2 separate regions of the Gossypium arboreum genome follow, and region 1 is linked to region 2. Evidence: chromatin contacts called from public Hi-C data. All regions are on one chromosome and are shown on one strand. Each heading gives the region's core, a stretch centred on a gene start, on an enhancer-like site or on the middle of the called end of the contact. The rest is flanking DNA. Distances are from core to core; before and after follow the strand shown. Region 1 holds the start of LOC108486270. Region 2 overlaps LOC108486444 (protein MANNAN SYNTHESIS-RELATED 1-like).

The links. A called contact is a pair of places that touch in the nucleus more often than the background predicts.
Region 1: a Hi-C map of leaf shows a contact between it and region 2, with 3 times the contacts expected there. The contact joins the promoter of LOC108486270 here to the enhancer-like site in region 2. A contact is called at or near these places in 2 of 5 Hi-C or Micro-C datasets (both in leaf).

Annotation. Positions count from the first base shown.
Region 1 is chr6:66,271,186-66,274,132 of ASM2569848v2, reverse strand. It overlaps LOC108486270, which reads right to left and starts at 1,273. Exons shown (of 8, transcript XM_017790233.2): 1 at 1,027-1,273; 2 at 673-741; 3 at 1-24. The coding sequence starts at 1,101.
Region 2 is chr6:65,895,025-65,898,069 of ASM2569848v2, reverse strand. It overlaps LOC108486444 (protein MANNAN SYNTHESIS-RELATED 1-like), which reads right to left. Exons shown (of 7, transcript XM_017790500.2): 7 at 2,584-3,045. The coding sequence ends at 2,905. Among protein-coding and RNA genes, the nearest start is that of LOC108486444, 5.3 kb to the right of the region's middle. Within about 2 kb of position 1,444, at least 2 of the 2 cell types and tissues checked have an H3K27ac peak or open chromatin away from gene starts, as enhancers often do. A contact at or near this core is called in leaf, where this site is marked.

The sequences.
Region 1 (2,947 bases), core at 24-2,523, 380 kb before region 2:
CAGTTCCTCTGTCAGAGCAATCACCTGCACCTCAGAGGTTCAGCACAAGCATATCTCTAAACATGAACCTATATGTTCAGTAAAATAATAAAGGGCGAATTGTTATCATATTTCGAACTTAGAATCTCAAGATGAACATCGGAAATCAGGTGAATGAGAAGCAGGCTGGCCATCACGACACATAGCACACCTGCAAAGGAATCAAGATCAAAGTGATGGGCATCTTTCCAAAGCTATATATTTCAGAAATTTCTTTTTGTCCCTAAAGTTCACATTCTGCAGCTGTGAACTCTTTTAATATTAACCGCCCTCACCTTTTCAACCCTGAAATGAAAACAAATCTCCAGCAGAGCCATTACCATTAGCAGTTAATTGGCGTTGCTTCATTGAGCAACATGTTGATTCCTTCAAAAGACGGAAGGAAGAGAAATGACATTTTCTTCACCTTATCAAAAAACTTAACATCTAAAAGAAAAAAAAGGCCAACAAACTAAAACTGATACTTTGATCACTTTTTGGTGCCGGTAAGTGTTGGATCCATTTCTAAACAGAATAACCGCATTGTAACCATGACACGACAAGTCAGAGTAAAGAACAAGAAGAAATAGAAAGCTACAATAAAAATAAAATGTAAGAACAAGCAAAAAGAAAATAATCATATGCAAGAATCACCTCAGCGAGCTCCTTTTCCATGTCCACATATTCAGCGTTTCCAGGATCATCAGCCAGAAGCTGTCTAACCTGATTTTTACCAAAACCAGCTAATTAGTCGTGTTTTGCAAGTCCACATAAAATTCTTCCAATTTCTCGACAAGCTAAGTTAATCATGAAATAATCCATTAACATAGTAGTAATAAAAACAAAACCCTAGACACAAATAATTCATCGAAAACAAGAGGTTCAGTCCAATCACATACATGGGTCGTTATAAGTTTGTTTCGGCATACAAATAACTACTATAAATTAAAGCTAATTGCAAGTATTAACTCGAAAATTGAAAAGAAAAACAAAAGAAAAATCGGAAACCTGCTGAAGCTGTTCCTTATACGTAGAGAGATTTGAAGCCAGGTCATGTATGCTTAGCTCATCTGTTCCTTGCATTATATGGTTTCTTTTTCCCTAAAATTTCAATTTGGCTTTCAGAGTTTTTGATGATTCCTTCAATTTTTTAGGGTTTTAAATAAATTTGGGTATTCGCGAGATGAGTACGAAGTTTGGAGGCCCTTCATTTATACTACTGCTAGCACGACCAAGTTGGTATATAAATAGTCGGTTATTTTATTTTAAAATTATATATAATAATATCTTCGTATAATTTAGGGCTAAATTAGACTTATATGCTGCTGCTTCTTTTTTTTTTAAATTCGTAATTTAGGCCTTTTATTTAATTTAGGTAAATATAGTGTTTTTGAATAGGGTGTGTGAAGTGCTTTCTGCTATATGCGTTTTTCTCCAATTGTCATTAAAATCGGTAATTTTTTTTTATAAATACCAGTTCATTTTTCATTCTTTTCACTCAAATTTAATTCTCTCAATTCTTCTAACTTTTTCAATTCTCTCAACTCTTTTAAGTTTTGTTCGAAATTTTCCTATACACTTGTTTAAAAATACTATACTTTTATTTAATTATTTTGTATATTCATTTCGATTAAAATTTCATGAATGACAAGTTCTTTGATTTGTTTCAACGACAATCACATTTTCGCCACTCAAGAGACAATAGTAAGGAGAAATTTAAAATTTTGCTATTTTTCAATTAAGTTAAGGAGAAATTTTAAATTTTGCTATTTTTTAATTAAGTTAAATTTAATTTTTAAAATTTTAAATTATTTTATTTTGTCGATATAAATAGACGAATGATTGTGTTTTGGAGGGGTTCATATAAAATTGTCAATGAGTCTAGACACCAAAATTCACGATTATTTGCAAGATGTCAGATTCTTACATGTATTTCATATGCTTGGGGGCTGCAAATTGGATCTTATACTTATCAGCGCATTAGTGGAAAGATGGAAACTTGAGACACAAACATTTCATCTTCTATGTAGTGAGTGTACAATCACACTCGAGGACGTAGCTTTACAACTCGATTTACCAGTGGATGTATCAGTCCTTACTGGGTCAGCGGTAGTTCCCAATAAAGAGGACCTTTACGAGGCATTTTTATGAAAGGTGTTGAACAAGTTTCAATGTGATCGGATAGATATAAAGTGGTTGAAAAATAATTTCAAAGAACTTCTTCCGAACACGATTGATGTCGTCAAAGAGCAATATGCCCGAGCATTCATCTTGAAGTTATTCGGGGGCATTCTAATGCCCGATAAATCTTGAAATTTGGTACACATAAGGTGGCTACTACACCTAGTCGACTTCAAAGAATGCAAACATGAGTTGGGGATCAGCCATATTGGCCACATTGTACCGGGAGTTGTGTCAAGCGATAGAACTAGATAAGAAGTCAATTGGTGGTTGCATGCTCCTACTACAGTCATGGGCGTAGTGGCGGCTACCATTTCTATGTCCCCGATACATTCTCATTGGTGACAAGGTAAAATTCATTTGATAATAATATTTAGTAAATGTAGCAAATGTTGTTTATTTATTATATGTTTGAATTAACATATTGCTTGAATAGGTGAAACCATGGGCCGTGTTATGTGGTGTAACACCCCTAACCCGTCCCCGTCATTAGAGTAGGGTTACGAAGCATTACTATAGAATTCGAAACATTTAACTTCAAATAAAAATAATTAAGTAAATTAAATAAAACATTCAACAATTCAAGTTAATTAAAGTAAAAATACTCTTATAGGCCTTAAATCGAGCCTACGGGGTCTTAAAAACATTTTGAAAACATTTGGAGACCATTTTGAAACAAAACAAAAAAATTTGGAAAAATTGAAAAATTTTAGAAATAAGGGTCACATGGCCATGTGATTAGGCCATG
Region 2 (3,045 bases), core at 195-2,694:
ACGCAAACACTGTCAATTATCTAGCTAGAGGAATGTTCCCTGCAAATGCACGATGACAAAAGAAGAAAAAAAATAATGTATGATGCCCGTAAGTATATATGGGAAGAACCTTATGCATTTCAACAGTGCACAAACCAACTGATCAGACGATGCGTGGCAGAAGAGGAAATGGAAGACATCTTGCTAGAGTGTCATACGTCACCATGTGAGGGGCATTTTGGAGGAAGGAGAATACCATAGAAAATACTTCAATAGGGATTTTACTGGCCCACAATGATCAAAGACGCCTACGAATTTTCTCAATGATGTGAAAAATGTTAGCGACAAGGAAACATATCAAAAAGGATGAAACGCTGCAAACTGGAATTTTGGAAGTAGAAGTTTTTGACGTGTGGGGCACTGATTTTATAGGACCATTTCTCAATTCTTTTGGCAATCAGTACACTCTCTTAACAGTTGACTATGTATCTAAATTGGTAGATGTAGTAGTGTTACTGGTCAACGACACTAAGGCTATAGTTTGATTATTACGTGAGAATATTTTTTCTCGATTTGGGACTCTCAGAGCACTTGCTAGCGATGAAGGATCACATTTTTGTAGCAAGCAATTAAAGACAGCTTTGGCAAAATACAGCGTGAAACATCGAATCACCACAACATACCACCCTGAAGCTAATGGGCAAGCAAAAGTATCGAATCGGGAAGTCAAACAGATATTGGAGAAGACAGTGAACCCAAGTCGAAAAGATTGGAGTACATAATTGGATGATGCATTATTGACATATCAAATAGCTTACAAAACTCCGTTGGGTATGTCTCCATACAAATTAGTTTACGGAAAAAAATATCATTTGCCAATCAAATTAGCGAAAAAAAAAAAGCTTATTGGGTCATTAAGGAACTGAATTTAGATCCCTACTTATCTAAGGAAGCGCGCCAATCCAATTTTGGACATAAAAGTGATGCCAGTCCAATGCCCTTCCCTCTAAATGCAACATCACAGTACGAACCTTGTCACTATCAAGCAACCATTCAATTGCAAAATATTGCTCGAGCATTAACCACCGACCTCTGAAGTTAGAGTCATCAAAGTGTGGGCAGTTTAGGTGATAAAGCGTTCTAACAGCGTCCAAAATGGGATTGATGCAGATTAGTCATTCTAGTGGCCAAAGAGTGTAGAGGTCCTTCCAAAAGGCCATCTAGGAGGTGACCCTCCCAATATCCCTTTTCCATTGGCCTGAGTTGTAGCCACATTATTGAAAGAGGTAGGATGACCAAAATATTACTCAAATAAACTATGAAGTTCCAGTCGAATCCCACCCTTAAAGTCTTCCTTGAACCTCTGTAACCAGGCCTTTAACTTGGCATCGATTTGAGACAACTTCCCTTGGATCTTCACTATCTCCTATTGCAGCACACCCATTTCCTTCTGCAAACGCGTAATGACCCCATCTTTAGCCATGGAGAAACATTGAAGCTCCAATACCTTTGTTAAGAGCAAAACCATAAAGGAGAGAACAGAAGAAGAAGCGAGAAAATTGAGGAAGAGAAGAGAGAAAGAGACTTGATAGAAATCGTGATGATTGATTGCATAACCTTCCAGCCAAGATACAACTCTCTCTCTCTCTCTCTATATATATATATAAAGAGTAAAAACACCTTGTTTTCATTGAAAGTTGTTGTGCACCGTTTCGTTAATTTGGACTCAAAATGCACCATTTCTTCCATTCCCTTATGTTTTCATATTTCAGTTTTGACTCATCATCTAGCACCCACCAAATTATACAATTATGATAAGGAAAGAGTAGAGAGCACTTCTTATTAATGAATGCTCTATCAAGCCTGTCCATGACGAAAAACTTTGAACCTTTATCCATTTCCATGTGACGACAAACTCTGAACCTCTACCCATTTCCCATGTGTAGTAGTGGCCCAAAAGAGGTATTTCTAATAGATTATAGTCATCAATGCATTGTCAAAATCCTTCCAACCATGAAGGATAAATAACTCCTCCCCATTTATTATTAACAAAATGTTGGTTTCTAGTCACCTATACTCACCCACGACAAACCATGTATAGTTGAAAGAGACCTCCAAAAATCCCCTAGACTTAGGATAGCCATACACCCCAATTAACCTCCATTTAGAACCATTTGCACCCTCATTAGACATATCAATGTGGTTATTAGAATTACCAATCACAGTACCATTATCAATTGAATTCAAAAGCATAGCAAGACCACGCTATGACCAACCCCGGTATCAAAATTCAACGCAGCTAGTAATTCTTTTAAGCAAAATGCATTAAAGTTTCAATAAAAAATACAAAATTAGACTCCTTAAGAGTTAACACCGCACACAAGCTTTGTATCACTTCTATTAAATTGAAAAACAATAAAGTTGTTATTAATGATTTATTAATTTTGATTCGAACTGGAGAAATCTGATCAACCCACACTTGATTTAACCAAAACCGACCCAACCAAACCCAAATTAATCAGAACTCCAAATGATCAACTTGAAATGATACAATACGAAACTAAATTAAGAGTAATTTTTATTTTTAAAAAATGATAACATAAGTTTTAAATTAACTGTTCTTTTTTATAATTAACACTTGCAAAATTTATAGAATCAATGTGCATCCATAAAACAATGAAGAAATGATAGAAATGAAGTTCGGCATCACATGACGACTTGAACCCCGTAACATATCTGCTCTACTGAACATATTAAAGAAAAAAAATCATCTCAAACAGATAATTTTTACTAGAGAACTTCACACCCAGATGAAGTATAAACACCAAAGTTGAGCAGTCCATCCAGTCACCCAAAAGGACTCAATGACTTGAGGTAAATGGGAAGGCCCCATAACCATTTATGAAGGATTTCCTTGAAAGAAGGCTAGCAAAAGCATGAATAAGCCAAGTGGTTCTTCTTGGCAACATAAGGAGCGAGGTAGTTCATGACTGCTGCGGATGTACCAGGTATATCGGCTGGAACGAGGATTTGAGGCTTTCCTAAAGCTATTCTTTTTCCAACTAC